Regions from separate parts of the Mus musculus genome. Here region 2 is linked to region 1. Evidence: chromatin contacts called from public HiChIP or PLAC-seq data. All regions are on one chromosome and are shown on one strand. Each heading gives the region's core, a stretch centred on a gene start, on an enhancer-like site or on the middle of the called end of the contact. The rest is flanking DNA. Distances are from core to core; before and after follow the strand shown.

Region 1 (2,592 bases), core at 53-2,552:
GTATAATAATCAATAAGGAAAATACAAATACAGCCAAATATAGCACTTGCGTGGGAGTCTGTATTGTGACTAGAGGGCTAAACTTATTTTGAAAGATATTTGATATTTAAAAGAACAAACATGATTATCTTGATAAGAACAATGATGTTTTTCAATAGGATACATTAAACTTTCAGTCTCCAGTGTGGATAACTGAATAGTCCTTCAAATTGGTAATGCCTGACATGTTTCCCTGAAACCTGACCTTTCTTAGTAGGAACAGTGTGTTCTAGTGTCATGCTGGATGCATTAAGAAACAATAATAAAAAGAGAGAGAGAAAAAAAAATTATACAGGCCTATAAAGACAGCAATATGTCACTTACTAATGCAACTCAACTTCAATTGAATTCTTAGAAAAAAAAAAGAAGGAGCAGACTAGCTAGCTGTTGGTCAAGACAAATTCTGAGCTAAAAAACAACACTAAAAACAAACAAAAAAAAAAGGTTTCTGAGATGTCGTATTACAAGGGAATGAAAATACTATGTTTCTCCAATAATTTTACACAAATAAATATGACAAAATGCCTCCTGATTGCCTCAGTCTCCCAAGGACCTGATCCATGCTGAGCTGACGTAACCTGGGAAATTTTAATCTTAACAGCACCTTTTACTCAGGAACCACAACCTATTCATAAACAAAAATCATGAAAGTATGGAATAAAGACTAACTAACATGGCCTTGGGGGAATGGTAGAATGAATGAGCATAATGGCATATAATAATGACTTTATTATAAAGAGTAACAGTATAGGAAAGTCATCAACCTATTAGTCATAGACATATCATCTTTTTCCTAAAGCAATTATTTTCTTAAAGAATAAAGTATATGTCTTAAAAAATGGCCTGGGGAGAATGGCATACAGGCTGAGACCTAGTGATGGGCTGTACTACTATATATGCTCAGGAGTGTGTGTGTGTGTGTGTGTGTGTGTGTGTGTAATCTTCCTCTTTAGTAAACTCACTATAGGTACTAAGTAATAATTGGTAAAATTCAATCAAAATAATAAGAAAAAAAAGGAAATTATATCACCTTCCAAGATCTATGCAATTATAATTGGTCCTGTTGGAGGCAAAAATACTACCTAATTCTACAGGGACAGCTTATCTTTAGCCAAAAAGATTCAAGCAATTGTTGAAGAAAAGTTAAAATAAGGTTTATAAATCTTGCTATCCAACTGGAGAATTTCAGCAGCAGCCTAAGACCTGCAGCCCCAGTGCATGTACTATTCAGCACGTGGATACCATCAAAACAGTGTGTCAATAGTCTCTCCCATGCAAAAAGGCAGACGAACCTCATACACAAAGGAAAGGAGCATGAAGTAGCATAACAAATACACAAGATTTTTAAAAACTTCATGAAAGGACTGCTGCATGCCTCAGATGTTCTCCGAAGGTGTTAAGACACATTTAGAGTTGTGAATGGTGTATATAGTCTTAATAAACAGAGAAGGCATTTAGACCCTGAATGCTTTCAGATACTGCAGTTCCCCTGGTGACTGTTAATGAAGCAGCCACTCACCAGCATAATGCTTTCTACGGACATGGTTTGCCTTGGTTTATCTTTTTAAATTCAAATACAGTTGGCTGTCTCCACTCAAAGCAGTTCCATCTATGCAACGCGTTGCTTTCTGTCATGTCAACTCTTTGTTTTTTGGCTTTGGCTGCACATGGTGTCTTCTATGTATGAGTTTTTGGGGACATGGTCTGTGTTGGGCATATAAGGATGTCTATTCCAGGCCATATGTTTTGCTGTTATGCGTCTCATTTTGTCTGTCTGGGATGTCAGTACTGATTTCTACATGTTTCTTGAATGGACCAAACACCACTTTGCTAGTGCCAGGTGGGAAAGGGTGGGGCTGCAGCCCAAACAACTTCATCAAAACATATTTTCATGAGGAAATGCAATATCCTGTAAATATTTGCAGCATCTTATCTCATATTATCTATGACCAACATCATGGCAACTGCTTACAGTTTAAGAAAGCAGCTACTTGCTCAAGTTCGTAAGTTTGAAGTCTATGTCTTAAATGTAGCTTAATAAGGTACCTGCCTTTGGAGGTCACGGCAGAGCATATACTGACTTACTCTGCTATCTGTGGCTTCTGTAGCCAACTTGACCCAGTCTTGAACATGAAATTCAAGTGCACTGCCTCATAATTTCCCTTACTAAAGTCCTTGACTAATCCTACAACAAGTTATGGGTCCTAGTATTTCTCAAAATTAGTATTTGTAACAGTCATCACCTAACCACCTGAGTGATTATTAGTGAAGTAAACATATCCCTTATCAGACTGCAAGTCCTTTGAGTGCAGAAGTCTCCACTAGTTACCATTGATCAAGAACTGGTTGCAGTATTCTTGCAATATCTGCATTATGACTGCATAGAGAGGAGCAAGGAGTCCTCCGTGTCCTTTGCAGCCAGTCTTCACCATTAACTGCACTGACAGGACTTTCTAAGTACTGCAGGAGCTAGGAAGCAGGAATAGTGCAGAAGATGGTTACATCACTTAATTTTCAATGAATTAACATTACATAAAATTTACAAGTTCGTTC
Region 2 (2,592 bases), core at 33-2,532, 540 kb after region 1:
ACTAACCCTGCAGGAGGAGTCAGCATACAAAGTAAACCAATTGCCCATGCCTTGACTAGATAGATGCTCTGGATCCGAGGTGATCCCCGATACTGCTGATCACAGATAACTGCAGAACTGGTCTTGGAAAAACTCTCTATGCTGATTTTTGTAGTTAGCAATGTAAGCTGTAGAATCTTGGGAGGCAGAGGCAGGTGGATTTCTGAGTTCGAGGCCAGCCTGGTCTAGAGAGTGAGTTTCAGGCCAGCCAGGGCTACACAGAGAAACCCTGTATCAAAAAACAAACAAACAAACAAACAAACAAAAACAACAACAACGAAAACAAAACAAAACCAAAAAAAATCTGTAGAGAGTTTTTCCAAGACCAATTCTCAAACTGTGAGAAAAAGAGGACATACACACACACACACACACACACACACACACAGAGAGACAGAGAGAGAGAAAGAGAGAGACAAAGACAGGGAGACAGAGAAAGAGAGAGAGACAGAGAGAGGCAGAGAGACAGAGAGACAGAGAGACAGAGACAGAGAGACAGAGACAGAGAGAGAGACAGAGACAGAGAGAGAGAGAGAGACAGAGAGACAGAGAGAGATTGAATATCCTAAAATATTCCAAATACACTTGAGAAACACTTGGCTACATTTAAACTTATCAACCCAGTCATGTGACTAGAGAAAGCCTTTGACAACTAACTCTTTTCTGAGAACCTTAGCATTCCTGTCAAATGGTTCCTAGGAGCTGGTAATATTCAAACTGTCTAAATCTGAAGGCAGTTCCAGAGATAGCAAGAAAGGTGGGCAGGAAGCAGACCCAAGTTCACTGTTATTCTACCAGATGAAGAGAGAGCTTCTTGTAGTGTCAGAGAGCTTGTTGAATGGAAACAGTCAGAGATGGTGCTCACCAGCAAACCAATGTGAAGGAGCAAAGCTCCAACAGATTCTTCTGTCAATGTCCTGAGACTTTCTGGCCACTGGAAGCATTGCATCATTAAAGGAAAAGCCCATCTAGCACCAGCAGACAGAGAATATCAAATTATTATTTCAGTCTCCAAGGGTACATTGAAAAGTAAAAAAGCATGCAGAGTGGGGTACTTTCTATGTGTTAGAATTCTATTCAGAAAGGTATATTCAGTTTTATGGTTGTCAGCTTCAAAAGGGATGGGGGCACAGAATCAAATTTTAAAACGTCGTTTTCTTCTGTCTGTATAGGCAGAAGGGCCAGACTGTGGGAGAGGGTATGCCACAACAGCCCACGCGCATCACTCCTTCCACGTCCTGCCTCACCTGCATCTCCTCTACCCCCAAAGCTACCAAAATTAGACTGTGAGGCTTATATGGCCCCAGCCCCACACGCTGGAGGCATTATCTCCTATCTGCGGTATTGAGTGCTGTAATCCTACAGCTAAATGTGGTAACCCAAATTTCACAGGGATGCTGTAGCAAGCTTGACAAGATAACCAATCTCAGCGTGTGGAGTGTGAGGTCGCAATAAGCCTGCAGGCTTGGAGCAGTGTGGATGCTTTGTGTAGCTTCTCCTACGCACTCTATAGCTTATCCATCCTCACAGAGATCACAAGAACCCTAAATAGCAAATATGGCATCTGAACTAGAACACCACCTGTTTTGTGTAAAAGGAGATGGGCTTCTGCCACTGGCTGCTTCTCTTTCATCTCCACATTTTTGGTGGAGAAGAGAGCAAGTTTTGCGTCCATCACTGTTGTCTGGCTGACAGAATTCATGTAAAATTGCTAGCTTGTCTATCTCTCATTATCTAGGTTTAGACCTAGGCCCACAGCTCCTACCCTACCCACAAAACAGCAGCTTACATATATCTTTAACATATGTTGCTTTGGACATTTTATAGATAGATGCTTACAAGTACTTGGGATCATAGGTAAGAAAAATCATTGTTCGACAAGCCTCTTTGTTCTGCATGTCAGAATATTTTTTTGTTGACTTTTGTGGGTGAAAAGAATTTCTCTCTCCCTCTCTGTATGTCTGCCTTTGTCTGTCTTTTTCTCTCACCCTCTCTGTCTGTCTCTCTGTCTGTGTTTCTGCTTGTCTCTCTGTCTGTGTCTCTCTCTCTCTCCAACCCCCTTCCCTCTCGTATCAGATTACTTAGAAACACGCAGGTTTGACACATGCTTTTACCTGAAACCCTGTCTACTCCTGCTGCTTTATTGGACCCCTAATTACTTGTAAAAAAATAATAAATTGGGCAGGTGTTTGCTCTTCCAGTTGATTAATTGACAATGATTTCGTCACAATTGACAGCAGAAAGCTAGGAAGCTGCAGGTTGGGGTTCACCAGCTTGTGAGGAGAATTTACAAAAGGCTGGAATTGCCAACAGGCTGTGTTTCTCATTCCAGGATAAGCGATTTTTTTCTGTCCCAGTGTTAAGCACTGTCACATCGGTAATTCTTTATTTTATACTTGTGAAACTCTGAAGCAGATAAAATACGTTTAGAAATGTGTTACTATTTATTATTATTAATTATTATTATTATTATTATTATTATTATTATTATTATTTACTGTAAGTGAAAAAGATCACCCAAATTAGTCCCTGTTAACTAAAAGGCCTGTACTA

Evidence for each region. HiChIP or PLAC-seq counts read pairs in DNA pulled down with a chosen protein or histone mark.
Region 2: an H3K27ac HiChIP or PLAC-seq map of CD4 single positive thymocytes shows a contact between it and region 1, with 6 times the contacts expected there. The contact joins two enhancer-like sites. A contact is called at or near these places in 1 of 484 Hi-C or Micro-C datasets (cerebral cortex) and 7 of 115 datasets of contacts at active chromatin or transcription factors (CD4 single positive thymocytes, forebrain, large pre-B cells and 4 more).

Annotation. Positions count from the first base shown.
Region 1 is chr17:51,814,764-51,817,355 of GRCm38.p6, forward strand. The region is part of intron 1 of Satb1 (special AT-rich sequence binding protein 1); the gene reads right to left. Among named protein-coding and RNA genes, the nearest start is that of Satb1, 17 kb to the right of the region's middle. Within about 2 kb of position 1,303, at least 3 of the 459 cell types and tissues checked have an H3K27ac peak or open chromatin away from gene starts, as enhancers often do. A contact at or near this core is called in CD4 single positive thymocytes, where this site is marked.
Region 2 is chr17:52,350,054-52,352,645 of GRCm38.p6, forward strand. No RefSeq gene overlaps it. Among named protein-coding and RNA genes, the nearest start is that of Gm41600, 47 kb to the left of the region's middle. Within about 2 kb of position 1,283, at least 23 of the 459 cell types and tissues checked have an H3K27ac peak or open chromatin away from gene starts, as enhancers often do. A contact at or near this core is called in CD4 single positive thymocytes, where this site is marked.